5 separate regions of the Pan troglodytes genome follow, and all the other regions are linked to region 3. Evidence: chromatin contacts called from public Hi-C and HiChIP or PLAC-seq data. All regions are on one chromosome and are shown on one strand. Each heading gives the region's core, a stretch centred on a gene start, on an enhancer-like site or on the middle of the called end of the contact. The rest is flanking DNA. Distances are from core to core; before and after follow the strand shown.

Region 1 (2,700 bases), core at 138-2,637, 690 kb after region 3:
TGTACATATATATTAAAATGTACATATATATTTTAATATGTATATGCAATGTGACATATTACATTTATACTGTTTATATGTATTTATATGTGTAGCTACTAAAATTAAACATTTTCATCCTCATTCCCTAAAGTCGACTCTTGTGACACCAGGGACACTCGTGTATACTTTGGAAAACTGTCTCACACCCTCTCTGTATTACGAAGGATGCAGCCAAGTGGCTGCCCTTGTTGAAATGCTCAGCCAGTAGGATCACTCATAGCCACCACTGTCTTTGTTAGGGCCGTGCCTCAAAATCACAGAATTATTGAATCATGGAGGGTAAGAGATAGATCATGGACTCTAACTCTGGAGAAGGTGTTATACAACACACCCAGCCATAGCCCTAAAGATTAAGGGGCACCATTCAGGGATATAAAGATGAATCAGATACAGTCCTTGCTCTTAAAAACTCACTAAGCTTACAGACATAAACAATTGAAAACTAGAAGGACTAAGCAAAGGAACAGAAATGAAAGAAACTCACATCTAGATGTAGTTCCACCACAAACTCGGTGTGCCTTTGAGCAAGTCACTTCATGTGTCTAGCCTCAGGTTTTTTTTGTTTTTGTTTGTGTTTTTTGAGACGGAGTTTCGCTGCAATGCCCAGGCTGGAGTGCAATGATGCAATCTGGGCTCACTGCAACCTCCACTTCCTGGGTTCAAGTGATTCTCCTGCTTCAGCCTGAGTAGCTGGGACTACAGGCAGGGGTCACCATGCCTGGCTAATTTTTGTATTTTTAGTAGAGACGGGGTTTCACCATATTGGCCAGGCTGGTCTCGAACTCCTGACCTCAGGCGATCCACCTGCCTCAGCCTCCCAAAATGCTGGGATTACAGGTGTTAGCCACCCTGCCCAGTGCCTCAGTTTCTTTAAACAGAGGTAATTAACATCTGTTTTTACCTTTTAAGTCTAATAGGGGATTCGGATTTTTTTTTTTAACAAGTGTGAAAAAAATCCTCTGTAAACTGTAAAGCTGAAATATAGTGTGTAAGGAATAAATATGCAATGCCCAAAGTCCTCCATAGAATATTGGCATTATAAATGGAGAGCGACTTTCTCTAAGTGAAATTAAGCACTGGAAAAGGCAGTTTTGGAGGAGAGTTGGGAGCACCATTTGGGCCTGACCAGTGTCCCTGGCTAACTTTCTGCTGCCAGGTCTTGGGCCCAGGAATGTCTGTGAGCGAAACTAGCTTGCTGCTCCTAACTTTTTCACAATCCTCCTTTTTTTCTGATTCTTACTCTTTCTTCTGCTTTGAAACCTTCATCTTCTTTCAGCCCCTTGTGCAAGTTGACCGCATTGTAATGGGTCTATACTGCCCCCTTGTGGTCACTCCCTGCCGTGGTTGCATTAACTTCTGACGGGGTGTGCGTGATAAAGGCAGACCTGAGGAAACCCAACCAACCCCAGCTAAATGCAGCTGGTCCTGGAAAATCCAAATTAAAGCCAGCTGCTGGAGTGCAGAGCTCCTTGATGGGAAGGAGTAGTTCATGCCTGGTTTTGCCCCAAGTAGGACATAAATCCAGCCCTCTGGATTAAACTTGCTAAAATGGTCAGTTCCTAGACTATCCAGCTTGTCTGGAGCAAGGTCCTGGAACTAAAAGTGGCTAGAAGGTATCCCTTCTCTGACAGAAAAACCCAAGGATAGGAAGGGCTGGGGCTAGGACCTGCCCTTCAGCCCTCCACCCATTGAAACCAACAGTTAACTAACTGAGCACCAATTTGTGAACTGCTAGGTGCCATGGATGGGGTACAAGATAATGTAGTTCCTGTCCTCAAGAACTTGTAAGTGACAAACGTAAGTAACCCAAACACACATATCAGTAATGAATATCAAGCCGTTGGAGTAAGGGCTGTAATAGAAGTAGAAATAAAGTGCTGTAGCGCTAGTGGGGAAGGAGGGATTAGTGATAGTCTCTGCAATCAGGGAGGCCTCTTGAAGGTAGTTTGGGGCAAGCTGATTGTGTTAAAAATGAGCCGGGCCTGGGGGAGGGAGGGAGGAATGGGTGGAGCACAGAGAGATTTTTAGGGCAATGAAACCATGTTTGTCTGTATACTATAATGGATACATGACGTTACACATCTCTCCAAACCCAGAGAATGTACAATATCAAGAGTGAGCCCTAATGTAAACTGTGGACTTCAGGTGATATCAGTGTGTCAATATAAGTTCATCAGTTGTAACAAATTTACCACTCTGGTGGGGAATGTTGATAATGGGGGAGGCTGTGTATGAGAGGAGTGGGGACAATGGCAAATCTCTGTATTTTCTGCTCAATTTTTCTGTGAACCTAAAACTGCTCTAAAAAATAAAGTCTTAAAAAGAAAAAAAGTAGTACCTTACTTACCAAACATGAGCAAGGAAGACCACAATGATACTCATAATAACTACATGGGGTGGGGGGAGGTGATTATGTGTTGGACATGGCTAAAAGTTTATATTTGTTACTTAATCTCTGCAACAATACTGTTGGGTAGGTATTATTTCCTCTATTTAATAGACAAGGAAACTGAGGCCTATGCAGAAAGGCTTGATAGAAAATATAGGGAGAGGAAAAAGCAAAGGTGTGTTTGGGGCAAATAACCTGTTATTTCTAGAGTAGCAGGTATGCCTCATCGGGTGGAAGAAAGGGAGGGACAAGGGCAGGTGTGGGGTCAT
Region 2 (2,700 bases), core at 176-2,675, 640 kb after region 3:
CTTGGAGTTTTTGGTTGTCTAACAAGTCCCCAGGGGACGCTGACCTACTGATTCAAAGACCACTTACTCAGAAACTCAGATGTAGATAAAAGATTTTGCAGCCAGAATACCTGGTTTCAGGTCCCAGCTCTGCCATCCAAGTGCTGATACCTTGAACATGGTACTTAATCTCTTAGCATCTCGATCTCTTTATTTTATGATGGTAACAATAACAACCACCCATAGGGTTAATGTGTAAAATAAATAAATCAGATGTAAAATACCTGAGAAGTGACATGCTGATGCTGTGTGAATATACAGATTCACAAATATGTGACCTTTGTCTGGAGAGATGCCACTGGAGGCCAGGGAATGTCCACAGAGACAAAAGCATTCTCTTAATGCTACTCAAAATTACAATAAATCCAGAAGAAACTGTGTTTATCCTGCCACAAATACTGGCTGAGGAATTACGAGGGCCTGGCACTGTGCTGTACACCACATTTGCAAAGGTGAATGACAGTCCCTGCCCTGGAGGAACAACTAGAAGGAAGATAAACATGTAAATTCTAATAATTACCCTAATCCCAGATGAGCCAGGGAAGGAACCCTGTGCCTAGAGCACAGAGCATCCCACCCTGTCTGGGAAGTCAAGCAAGGCTTTGAAAAAGAACCTGACTTTTGAGTAGGGTCTTGAAGGATGAATAGGAGTTCTTTAAGAAGAGAAGTGGTAGGGGGCACTCCAGGCAAAGGAAACAGCATATGCAAAGTAGCCACGGAAGCATGAAAATGCATAATGTTTTCAAGGAAATCGCACGTGGTTCTATGTAACTGGAGCTCAGTGGGTCTGGGAAAAGGACTGGCAAAAAAGGCTTAGAAGTTTGGGCCATGCCGGGCACGCGGGTGGCTGAGGCAGGAGAATGGCGTGAACCTGGGAGGCGGAGCTTGCAGTGAGCCGAGATCGCGCCACTGCACTCCAGCCTGGGCGACAGAGCGAGACTCCATCTCAAAAAAAAAAAAAAAGAGGTTTCGGCCTGACTGTAACCTGGTGGGAAGCCATTGGAAGACACCCGACGAGGATTCCCTGAAAAAATTCTTAATGAGTCCCTAAGGCAAAGATTTCCAAGCCAAGCGCTTCACCACATACCCTCAGCGGCCCCAGTGCCTGAGAGCCTCCCCTGCCAGGAAGCCTAGCCCAGAAACGCCTCCCGAAACGGGTAGAGGCCCTGGGGAAGAAGCTTCCCTGGAAGGCACAAGCAGTAAACGGGCAGCCTCTTACCTCTTACCTTCATCAGATACTGGCGGGAGGCACCCTCCTGGCAGATTTCTTCATCCCCCTCTCCTTCTGTGGGTGTGGAGTCACTGGGAGAACAAAGGGATGTTATCTGTAGCTAATAAGTTATGGGAGGGGGAGGGAGCTGTAGGCGCCTGTGGGGGTGGGGAAATGAGTCCTGAGCAGCTCTGATGCAATCCAGAAAGAGGCAGGTGCAAGCCTGCACCTGGGAAGCAAACCCCCTGCCTCCCCAAAGTACATAGAGATTTGAAGCTGGAAGAGGCACCTCCAAGACTTGCCCGTGATCCCACAGCTAGCTGACGCCTGGCCCCCTCTCCCCACATCTGACTCCACGATAAAAGGTCTCAGTCTTGGAAAAACTGGCGATTGCTGTGTTCATTGACCTCACTCCCTCTTCCTGAGTCTCTCCTGCAGCCTTCCCTTCCCAGCCCAGTCCCTGACCCTCTTTCAGACTCAGCCTTTGGTTTCCAAACAGGTATAGAATGTGGTGTGCAAAAAATGGCCTCCGCTATTTTTGAAAAAAGCAATGGCAAGAAAAAAAGAGCAAACTGCTATTCTGAGCCACATGGGCTTGGGGTTTTGATTCCAATTTCTTTGTCTCCGGTGGAGGTGGAAGCAACTTGCTCTTGTGGGAATAATCCCTTTTGTTTTTAGGAAAAGATTTTAATAGGTCTTTGGGTTATGCAAGGATAAAACGTGAACCTTTTCTGGAAAGGAGACAGTGCAATGCAGGACAACGTGAGGCCACAGGCTCCTCTTAGTCACTATAAAAATGTGGCTTTCTTTGAGAGAGAATGGCATCTCTGCAGAGGTTATGGGGAGTTTTGTTAAAGCTGTGCTTGGAGAACTTAAGAGAGGGGCTTGGGCTGGGCATGGTGGCTCACACCTATAATCCCAACAATTTGGAAGGCCGAGACGGGCGGATCGCTTGAGGTCAGGAGTTCGAGACCAGCCTGGCCAACATGGTGAAACCCTGTCTCTACTAAAAATACAAAAAAATTAGCTGAGTGTGGTGGCAGGAGCCTGTAATCCTAGCTACTCGGGAGACTGAGGCAGAAGAATCGCTTTAACCCAGGAGGTGGAGATGGCAGTGAGCTGAGATGGCACCACTGCACTCCAGCCTGGGTGACAGAGTAAGACTTCATCTCAAAAAAAAAAAAAAAAAGAGAGGGGTCTGTTTCTGCAGTGGGCACCAGCAGGATTGAGCTGGTGACTGGCAGGGAGGACACCCAGGATATGTGTGAATTCTCAGGAGTCCTTGCAAACAAGGGGAGAGGAAACCCAGGCAGGGCCGAGCTGTGCTGTTCCCATTTGGTGACTGAAGGGACTGTGACTGTGAAGGCAGGTGACAGGAGGATGGGTGGGGGTTGTGTCCTATTCCTCTCTCTGGCAGGGCTACCAAGGGCATCCACGCCAGTTCAACAACC
Region 3 (2,700 bases), core at 8-2,507:
AGGAGTTTATCTGGGTAAAATATAATGTGAGAGGAAAAGGGCATGTTGTCTCTTCAAGCCCACTCCCCAATCCCCTAGTTTAAAAGGGGGTGGGGGGGAAGGGGAGGACGAAAATCCAGAACTTACAACGGTGGCCCGTAGGTATTTTCTCGCCAAGAAAAAGAAAAGAAAGCAAAAGAGGCAGTGGCGGCGAGAAGAGGGCAGGGGTCCGCCCGCGCCGCCAGGTGCACCGGGGCCCGCACCTACCTGCTGGCCGCCGCCGCCGCTGGAGTAGGACTCGGCGTGCGCAGGAGAGCCGCTGCTGCCCCGGGACGAGGTGTCAAAGTTCCCGGGATAATCCTGGTACATGATCCGCGGTGGGGGCCGGAGAGGAAACAGGGTGTTTTTCTTCCCCCGCCCTCGCCGCGGCCGCGCACCGGCTGCTGCGCGCTCGTTCGTCCGCCGGCCGCGCCGCGGGCTCTGGGCTTCGCTCCTGGGTTTCTCCCCCACCGCGGCGGGCGAGGACAGGGAGGCGGCGACACCTCAGGAACAGCGTCCCCCGAGCGTCCCTTACAGCACTTCTTTCCGGCTCTGCGAGCGCCGCGGGACCAGTTGTCCACCCGATCCCTCCCTCTAAAAAGTCGGCGCGTCTCTCGGTCCCTCCCCTGCGCGCGCCCTCCCGCCCCCGCGCGCAGCCGGAGCTCAGCGGGGACCCACGGCCCAATCAAAAATTGGAAATTAAAAAAAAGATTAGGAGCCCAGCGAGCCTGGCCTGCCAGCCCCGGGGACCCCCGATTTCAGACAGGGCCAAAAAGGCGGAAAGAAAAGCTGTCCGCTGGGAGAACTTCTGTTTTTTCCTTTTAGAAAAGGAGCCGGAGAATAAACTTCCCGTGGCCGACTCGCCGCCGGAGTTTCGGGGCGGTTCGGATACTTGACTAGGAGAAGGCGGCGTGCGCCCGTCCCGCGGCCCCGAGCGCGCCAGGGGGGACAGCGGCTTGTGGGGCTCAAGTAGAGCTGGCGCTGAGAGGGACGCGGCCCCGCTCCCCGCTCCGGCGCCCAGACCTGCACCCCTTCCCCGGAGCCCGCTCCCGGACGGGCCCGCCTCGCCCGGCCGCGCCTCTCCCTCTCTCTCTCTCTCTCTCCCTCTTTCTGTCCCCGCCGAGCGCCGCTCGTTCGCTCTCTCGCTGGTTCGCTCGGAGCCCTAGCGCTCTGCCCGAGATGAGTCACTACAATGGCACGAGTTCAACTCACACTCTTTATTCTCCAGCCCTGTACCATGTGGATTCACTCACGTCAACCCCAGACTCCACCTTGCAGGGAGGAGCGCACGAGGAGGCGGGGGGAGGAGGCCGCGGAGGAGGAAGAGGCGCGGGAGGGGAGGAGGCGGGCGCAGCTCTCCCCTCCCAGCCCCGGCTCCCGGCCGCGCTGACGCCAACCGCGCACCCCGCGCGAGGAAGCCAGGCGGTGGCCCGGGCGGGAGCGGGCGGCACGCACGGTTCGGGGGCGCCGAGGCAGCCCCGGCCCTCCCCAGTCCCCCGCTCACCCCCCGGGCCCAGCGCCCTTGGTCTGTTCCATTGGCGCACGTTGCCAAAGATGGTCATTTGCGTTAGAGGACGCGAGTGCGGGTTTCCTCGCTTTCGGGTGACGTGGAGGGAGAGGGATTCCCTCGCCCGCTCCCGAGTGCGCTGCGGCCTCTCCCCCGCCCTGGGAAGGGGCTCGGGGCGGGGCCCCGAGAGCGGCCGCGCGGGTCTCAGCTCCGGATTTTAGAAAATAATCACAGCCCTGACGGCGAGACGGGCGGTTCGGTGCGGCGCCACCGGGAGGCCGGGAGCCGGGCGCGCAGAGCCGCTCGCAGGGAGGGCGCGGCTGCGCGCGGTCGTAGGCGCCCTCCGCGGCGCCGCCGAGTGCAGCGGGCGCGCAGGGTGCCCGCGCCGCCCTGCGGCCGGGTCTTGGCGGGGCACGGCGCCGGGCGGGGCTGGCCTGCCTATTTTTCCCTCCGTGGCGGTCTGCCTACCGCTTCCCTTTTTGTTTTTTGTTTTTCATGTTTTCGGTCCTACAGTTAATTCGTTAGGAGTAGCCTTGAAGATGAAATTAACCAGTCAAGACATTCCGGCCGCCCTGTACGCCGGGCAATTAGGACGCATCTAATAAGAGTAATCGGGCGTTTATAAGCAAACTCCAGACTGTTACGAATTTAAAAAAAAAATAGCCAGCGAGAGGGTGTGCCCCAACGTTGTCGTCTTCAGCTGTTTTGGAGCGAAGTTCAGGGCGCGGGTTGCCGGACATTTGGGTCCTCCTCCCTCGCTGGGCGGGGCTGAGAGGGGCGCGGCGCAGGGTACAGAGCACAGACCTTGGAGCAGGAACGCCCGGCTACGCTATTTACGAGCTGTGAGATCTTGGACGAATTCCTTAACCTCTCTGGGCCTCAGTTTCCTCCTATAAAGTGAAGGAGTTTGGAGACATGACCTTAGGCCCTTCTCTGCTCTGGAGCTCCAATCCTTCCGCTGAGATGATGGTGTGTGTGAATGGAGAAGTACTGTAGCGGAAGTCAGGGAACTTAGGTTTTGGTCCAGGGTCTGTGTTAGCCTCAGTTTACCCAATTCTTAAGTAGCGCCAGCCATCTGTACCCCACAGGGTCCTTATGAGGACCCAATGTTAAGAGGTGTTGAGAGTCCATTGCAGACAACTCGCTGTGCACCGTCACACAACTTCTGTCCTCAG
Region 4 (2,700 bases), core at 86-2,585, 670 kb after region 3:
TTTTGAATTATCATACCCCCCAGCACTGAGTGAAAACTCATTTTGTTAAAAATTGACATAGCAGTTGCAGCTTCTTAGACACAGACACAACATAAACACATAAACACAGGCTGTCAGTGTTCTTTTGATGGTAGTATGTGTTTATTGTTTTATTTTATTAATAAAAGAGTGAGAACAGGGTACTAAATTATACCCAATCCAAAATACAAGGAGAGCAGCTCAATATTTACTCCCATAATGACACCAGGTCACCCATTTGTAGGACGCTGGGGCCTGGTTCAGAGCAAGATGCTGTCTCCAGTTGCCATGACCCGAGGTGCTAGAGAGTTCTGAGTGTAACCCTTCTCAGATATGAGCTCATCTCACCCTGGAATAATTCTGAGAAGTAGGAATGGCATAGGGACAACATCCCCATTTCAGAAAGGAGGGGCCCTGGGGAAAGAGGCTGTGTCCTTCAGGGCCAAACAGTGACACAGGAATGGGACAAAAGCCTCCCCTCCCAAGACTAAATGTCTGTGAGAAAACTGCTGGAGAAAGGCTAGCCAGGCAGGGAGCCTGGGTGCAGGAGGTGGAGGGAGGGCGGTGAGCCCCCAGCTTGGCTGCATGTCAGGAGAGCTGGGAGAAGGGTCATGTACCCTGACATTCACAGAGGGGGTGGCACAAGAGGAGCAGCTGCAGCCTCTCATTATGACCCAGTAAATCTTCAGTAAAACCCTCTGCCCCGCCGTGTTTGGTGGGGAAAAACCATTTTCTGGAAGCTGCTAAGGGGGCTGAATTTTGCATTACATTGCCTGGGGTCAAAAGAATCAACTCACAAATGAGCTGACTCACAAGCGAGTTGTCTATGAGACACCTGTATGCATATATTTGCTTTATTCACTGCTGTATCCCTGATGTCTACAACAGTGTCTGGCACACAGTGGATGCTCAGAAAATATTTGTGGAATAAACACATAGAACTCTTTACATCTGCAGTCTCTGCCACACCCACCTCTGTGTCTCCCTTCTCCAAAGTCTGGCTTAACATTCACAGAGACTCTGGTGTGGCTGACCCACTCCGTGGCCAGCACTAAAGCCTTGGTTCCCTCCAGGGAACTGAGAGGTCCCTGAGCTTCTGGAGCCGCCTTCTCGGTTATTGCAGGTTTCCTCCCCACCCAGAGTATGTGCAGCGCCCTTACCTGCTGCCCCAGCAGGTTCTCATCAGGACTCCACAGCCCACTCCCTGTGTGGGCCGGGGTAGAGAGAGGAAGCTCTCCCAGCGCCACAGTGGGAGCTGCCAGCCTTGTCTTTTGCCTGTGGCCAGGGCAGGACTGTGGACTTTTCATCCCAGTTCTTCAAGCAAGGCTCCAGGTTCGCCCCCTACTGTGAAAGTGGAGGAACTTCATCTGGAGCACAACTCCCGGGCTCCTTGGAGTTCAGCATCCTTGATCACTTTTCTCTGAGCTAGGGTTGAAGCCCCAACGTTCACTTGGGTTAGGATATGTGACTACGAGCAAAGCTTCACCTCTCTCAGCCTCAGTTCACTCATCATAAAGGGGGTAGGAAACAGCTGAAAACTGTTCACCTGACAACAATATGGTGAGGATTAAATAAGGGCAGATGGCCGGACGTGGTGGCTCACACCTGTAATCTCAGCACTTTGGGAGGCAGAGGCGGGCAGATCACTTGAGGTCAGGAGTTCAAGACCAGCCTGGTCAACAGGGTGAAACCCTGCCTCTACCAAAATACAAAAATTAGCCAGGCGTGGTGGCGGACACCTGTAATCCCTGCTACTTGGGAGGCTGAGGCAGGAGAATCACTTGAACCTGGGATGCAGAGGTTGAAGGGGGCTAAGATCATGCCACTGCACTCCAGTCTGGGCAACAGAGTGAGACCCCATCTCCAAAATAATAATAATAATAAAACAAAAATTAGCTGGGCACGGTGGCTCAGACCTGTAATCCCAGCACTTTGAGAGGCTGAGGCGGGTAGATCACTTGAGACCAGGAGTTCAAGACCAGCCTGGCCAACATGGTGAAGCCCTATCTCTACTAAAAATACAAAAATTAGCCGGGCATGGTGGTGCACACCTGTAATCCCAGCTATTTGGGAGGCTGAGGCAGGAGAATCATTTGAACCCAGGAAGTGGAGGTTGCAGTGAGCTGAGATCATGCCACTGCACTCCAGCCTGGGTGACAGAGTGAGACTCCTTCTCAAAACAACAGCAACAACAAGAAAAAACTACAAATGAGGGCAGACATGTGACAGTTTCTTGCCTTTGTCAGGCTCTGCAAAGCTGTGGGGCTACTGTTTCCTAACAGTAGGCCACTGAACAAACAACAAATATCCACACCTTCGTTGCCTAGACCCAAGGCAGAGCAGGTGCCTTTTCCTCCATACCCCTTAGCCCAGGCTGCCCTGGGTAAGCTCTTGCTGACTGAGGGCTGCAGGCTCCTGGGCTATCTAAAGGGCCTGGACATGACACCCTGGCAGATGCTGCTGGCTAGAGAAGGGGAGCCCTGGTCCCCTCCATTCTTGGGTCACATGATCAGAGGCAGCAGCTATTCATCTATCCAGGTGGGGAGCCATTGGCATGTGGAAGGCCACAGAAACTCAGGTTAGACGTCTGCTGGGCTGAGACAGAAGCGGGAAGGCCATCAGGGACAGAGCTTGTCTCCCCACACAACCCTGAGCCCCACACAAGGACCCAGGGCAAGTGTG
Region 5 (2,700 bases), core at 74-2,573, 620 kb after region 3:
ATGGTGGTAGTCCAAATACAGCACAGCCCAACGGTTTGTTTAGAAACAGACAGTGAGCTCACAAATCCTGGGACTAGAAAAGCAGCAAAGGTTCCTTCAAGTATTTCAATGCTCACAGAAGTAGCTCAGTTCAGCAGGAGGGAAAATATTTTTGAAAGAGTTCATAGAGAAAAAATAATCAACTAAGTAATCCACAAACCAACTCTTAGGAAATCAAGGCCCAATGCTTAATTTCATATAAGGATGTACTGGGAGCAGCTAGACTAACAAATCTAACATAAACAAGTGACGTTTAAAAAAGGAAAAATCTTTACTTACTTTGACTTGCTCTTGGCAACTTTTTTGTAGACAGGAAGGGTTGGAAAAGAAAATAAAAATATAAATGTATTCTCTTTCTTATGCAAAGTTCATATAAATATCAGTAATAACCAAAAATATTTAACTTATGAAATATGCCATGAGGTGTCACTCAAGTAACTATTCCCTATCTATTAGGGATCCCCTTAGGATTTTATAGAAGGAAGGTTAAAAGATCCAATCAGACCAACACAATTCTAGATTTAATATTTTGCATAATTTCATGACTGTTGGACTGGCTACCTTTTAAATCTTTCTAAAGTAATACCTGCTCCATTTTTTCCCTCTTCTAAGGTGCAAGTATTCGCGCTGCAGCAAGCTTCTTGTTTGACAAGTTTAACCTTTGCAAATTGCAACAACCATCACATGTGGTGAAAACCAGATACTAAATCTAACTGGGAAGTCAGCCAGGGGTAAAGAAGAGCACTGACTCGGGAGCCCGAGGACTTCTTTAACTGCCCTGCCGCATTACTCAGGCAATTCATTGCCCCTCTAGGGAGCGGTTTCCTTATTTTTAGAGTTCGAAATGGGTGGGCTGCAAATTCTGAGGTCCTTCGGACAAAGATTCTCCTAACACGGGCTGGAGAAAAACGCCCCACAGCCAGACTCAACAGTCCGTGAGGACGGCAACTGAATCCAGACACCGCAGACCCCTTCTCAGGCACCCACAGGTCCGCGCAGGAAGGCGCGCCGCGGGGCATGCCGGACGCTGTGGTCCTGAAGGCCTGGAAAAGTACGCAGCTGCAGCTTCCCGTCCTGTTCGCACATCCTTCCCCGCATCATTCCGGGGCCCTGCCTGTCACGGCCCCCTAACCCTCGCCGTAACCCCTACCGGCGTCTCCAGCCCCACTTACAGAAGACCGCGGAGAGGAACATGGTGACCACACCTGGGCAGTCTCCGTCACCGGCCAAAAGGCCCCCAACCAACAACAACTGCTTCCGGGGCACGGCCCGGTTCTGGAAGAGGACATCCGGCAGTCGCCCGAGGCCACGCCCCCCGCCTGGAACCTGCCTCTAGTCGTCTGGCTCGTTCCTCGGTTTCTCAGAGCGAGTGTGTTTTGCTTTTGTCGTGCTGGAGGTTGGAATCCTCATCATTCTGGAAAGGGATTTACAGCTCAGGGTTCGCGCCCCGGCCCTGACTCCTATTTCTGGGTCAAGTGCTTTCAGCGTTAGGTGCTTTCCATATTTGTTTCACGAAATAATCGCAACCACCTGCATTAGACCCACAAGAACAACTGTGTATTGTACTTCGGCCGCTCCAGCGTATCAGCCCCTCGCATATTTTCTTAAAATGTTGCCTCCCCCGACCCAACTCCCTCTCCGCCTGGTTAAGCCTTACTCTCACTCTTCTGAGTCCCTTCGGCATTAAGAACCCCACCTTTCCTTAGTTATCCCAATCTCTAGGAGGGCAGGACCCTTTGCATCTCAAACTTCTGTATCCAAACACCTAGCACAGTTCCTGACATAGAAGCCAAATAACAGATTGAGAGCACTCACATCACGTGCCTAATATCACAGAACTACCAGGTGGCAGAGTAAGAATTTAAACCTAGATTTTATCTGACTCCAAAGACTCATGCCTTTCCCAGTAGACATTGGGACCTACCAGTTTGCAATCATTAATTTTTCATGGCTCTGTAAGGAACCTGGGCTCCTCTAACACCAAGGACCTCGTCAGTAACCTCATTTCGCAACTAATAATCAGGACTTTTGAATTTTTTTCCTAATCCGTGATTTGTATCTACATATGAAGTCTTACAGATGTGAAATAAGATTTAATCGCATGGCTCACGCCCGTAATCCCAGCCCTTTGGGAGGCTGAGGCAGGCAGATCACTTGAGGTCACGAGTTTGAGACCAGCCTGGCCAACGTCGCGGAATCCTGCCTGTACTAAAAATACAAAAATTAGCTGAACCCGGGAGGCGGAGGTTGCAGTGAGCCGAGATAGCGCCACTGCACTCCAGCCTGGGCGACAAAGTGAGACTCCGTCTCAAAAAAAAAAAAAAAAAAAAAAGGTAATAAAACTGTTTTTAAAGAAAATTCAGCTCTCTGTGCCATCACAAAGAAGATGAGGAGGAAAAAAATCAGCTCTCCATACAATACAATTCAATTTTTTAAATTAAGACCGTCCTTCTCCTTAGTACCTATAATACTTTTTTTCCTTCTAATCATTCTTGATATTTACCTTCCCATAACCTGACTCCAGCTACTGAGTACCTTCCAGGTGCCGAAATCCTTCCTTACCTTGCATTGGCAAAAAAGAGCTTCAGCTGTTCAAGAGGATAAGGTTTCTTATATTTCCTTTAGAGGATTTATAAGAAAACACAAGACTGGAAGCCAAGG

Evidence for each region. A called contact is a pair of places that touch in the nucleus more often than the background predicts. HiChIP or PLAC-seq counts read pairs in DNA pulled down with a chosen protein or histone mark.
Region 1: a Hi-C map of stem cell-derived neural progenitor cells shows a contact between it and region 3, with 7 times the contacts expected there. The contact joins the enhancer-like site here to the promoter of FOSL2 in region 3. A contact is called at or near these places in 2 of 7 Hi-C or Micro-C datasets (blood and stem cell-derived neural progenitor cells) and 1 of 1 datasets of contacts at active chromatin or transcription factors (stem cell-derived excitatory neurons).
Region 2: a contact with region 3 is called in a Hi-C map of induced pluripotent stem cells, with 2.7 times the contacts expected there. The contact joins the enhancer-like site here to the promoter of FOSL2 in region 3. A contact is called at or near these places in 2 of 7 Hi-C or Micro-C datasets (induced pluripotent stem cells and stem cell-derived neural progenitor cells) and 1 of 1 datasets of contacts at active chromatin or transcription factors (stem cell-derived excitatory neurons).
Region 4: a Hi-C map of stem cell-derived neural progenitor cells shows a contact between it and region 3, with 3 times the contacts expected there. The contact joins the enhancer-like site here to the promoter of FOSL2 in region 3. A contact is called at or near these places in 2 of 7 Hi-C or Micro-C datasets (blood and stem cell-derived neural progenitor cells) and 1 of 1 datasets of contacts at active chromatin or transcription factors (stem cell-derived excitatory neurons).
Region 5: an H3K4me3 HiChIP or PLAC-seq map of stem cell-derived excitatory neurons shows a contact between it and region 3, with 12 times the contacts expected there. The contact joins the promoter of MRPL33 here to the promoter of FOSL2 in region 3. A contact is called at or near these places in 1 of 7 Hi-C or Micro-C datasets (stem cell-derived neural progenitor cells) and 1 of 1 datasets of contacts at active chromatin or transcription factors (stem cell-derived excitatory neurons).

The regions. Positions count from the first base shown.
Region 1 is chr12:95,154,829-95,157,528 of NHGRI_mPanTro3-v2.0_pri, forward strand. No RefSeq gene overlaps it. Among named protein-coding and RNA genes, the nearest start is that of SLC4A1AP, 40 kb to the right of the region's middle. Within about 2 kb of position 1,388, at least 1 of the 24 cell types and tissues checked has an H3K27ac peak or open chromatin away from gene starts, as enhancers often do. A contact at or near this core is called in stem cell-derived neural progenitor cells, where this site is marked.
Region 2 is chr12:95,106,121-95,108,820 of NHGRI_mPanTro3-v2.0_pri, forward strand. It overlaps LOC107973410 (a long non-coding RNA gene), which reads right to left. Exons shown (of 3, transcript XR_008546373.2): 2 at 1,266-1,341. Among named protein-coding and RNA genes, the nearest start is that of MRPL33, 19 kb to the left of the region's middle. Within about 2 kb of position 1,426, at least 3 of the 24 cell types and tissues checked have an H3K27ac peak or open chromatin away from gene starts, as enhancers often do. A contact at or near this core is called in induced pluripotent stem cells, where this site is marked.
Region 3 is chr12:94,462,575-94,465,274 of NHGRI_mPanTro3-v2.0_pri, forward strand. It overlaps FOSL2 (FOS like 2, AP-1 transcription factor subunit), which reads right to left and starts at 1,258. Exons shown (of 4, transcript XM_009442218.5): 1 at 247-1,258. The coding sequence starts at 348.
Region 4 is chr12:95,135,351-95,138,050 of NHGRI_mPanTro3-v2.0_pri, forward strand. All of the region lies in intron 1 of LOC107973410 (a long non-coding RNA gene), which reads right to left. Among named protein-coding and RNA genes, the nearest start is that of MRPL33, 48 kb to the left of the region's middle. Within about 2 kb of position 1,336, at least 10 of the 24 cell types and tissues checked have an H3K27ac peak or open chromatin away from gene starts, as enhancers often do. A contact at or near this core is called in stem cell-derived neural progenitor cells, where this site is marked.
Region 5 is chr12:95,087,323-95,090,022 of NHGRI_mPanTro3-v2.0_pri, forward strand. It overlaps MRPL33 (mitochondrial ribosomal protein L33), which reads right to left and starts at 1,324. Exons shown (of 4, transcript XM_009442211.5): 1 at 1,212-1,324; 2 at 319-337. The coding sequence starts at 1,233.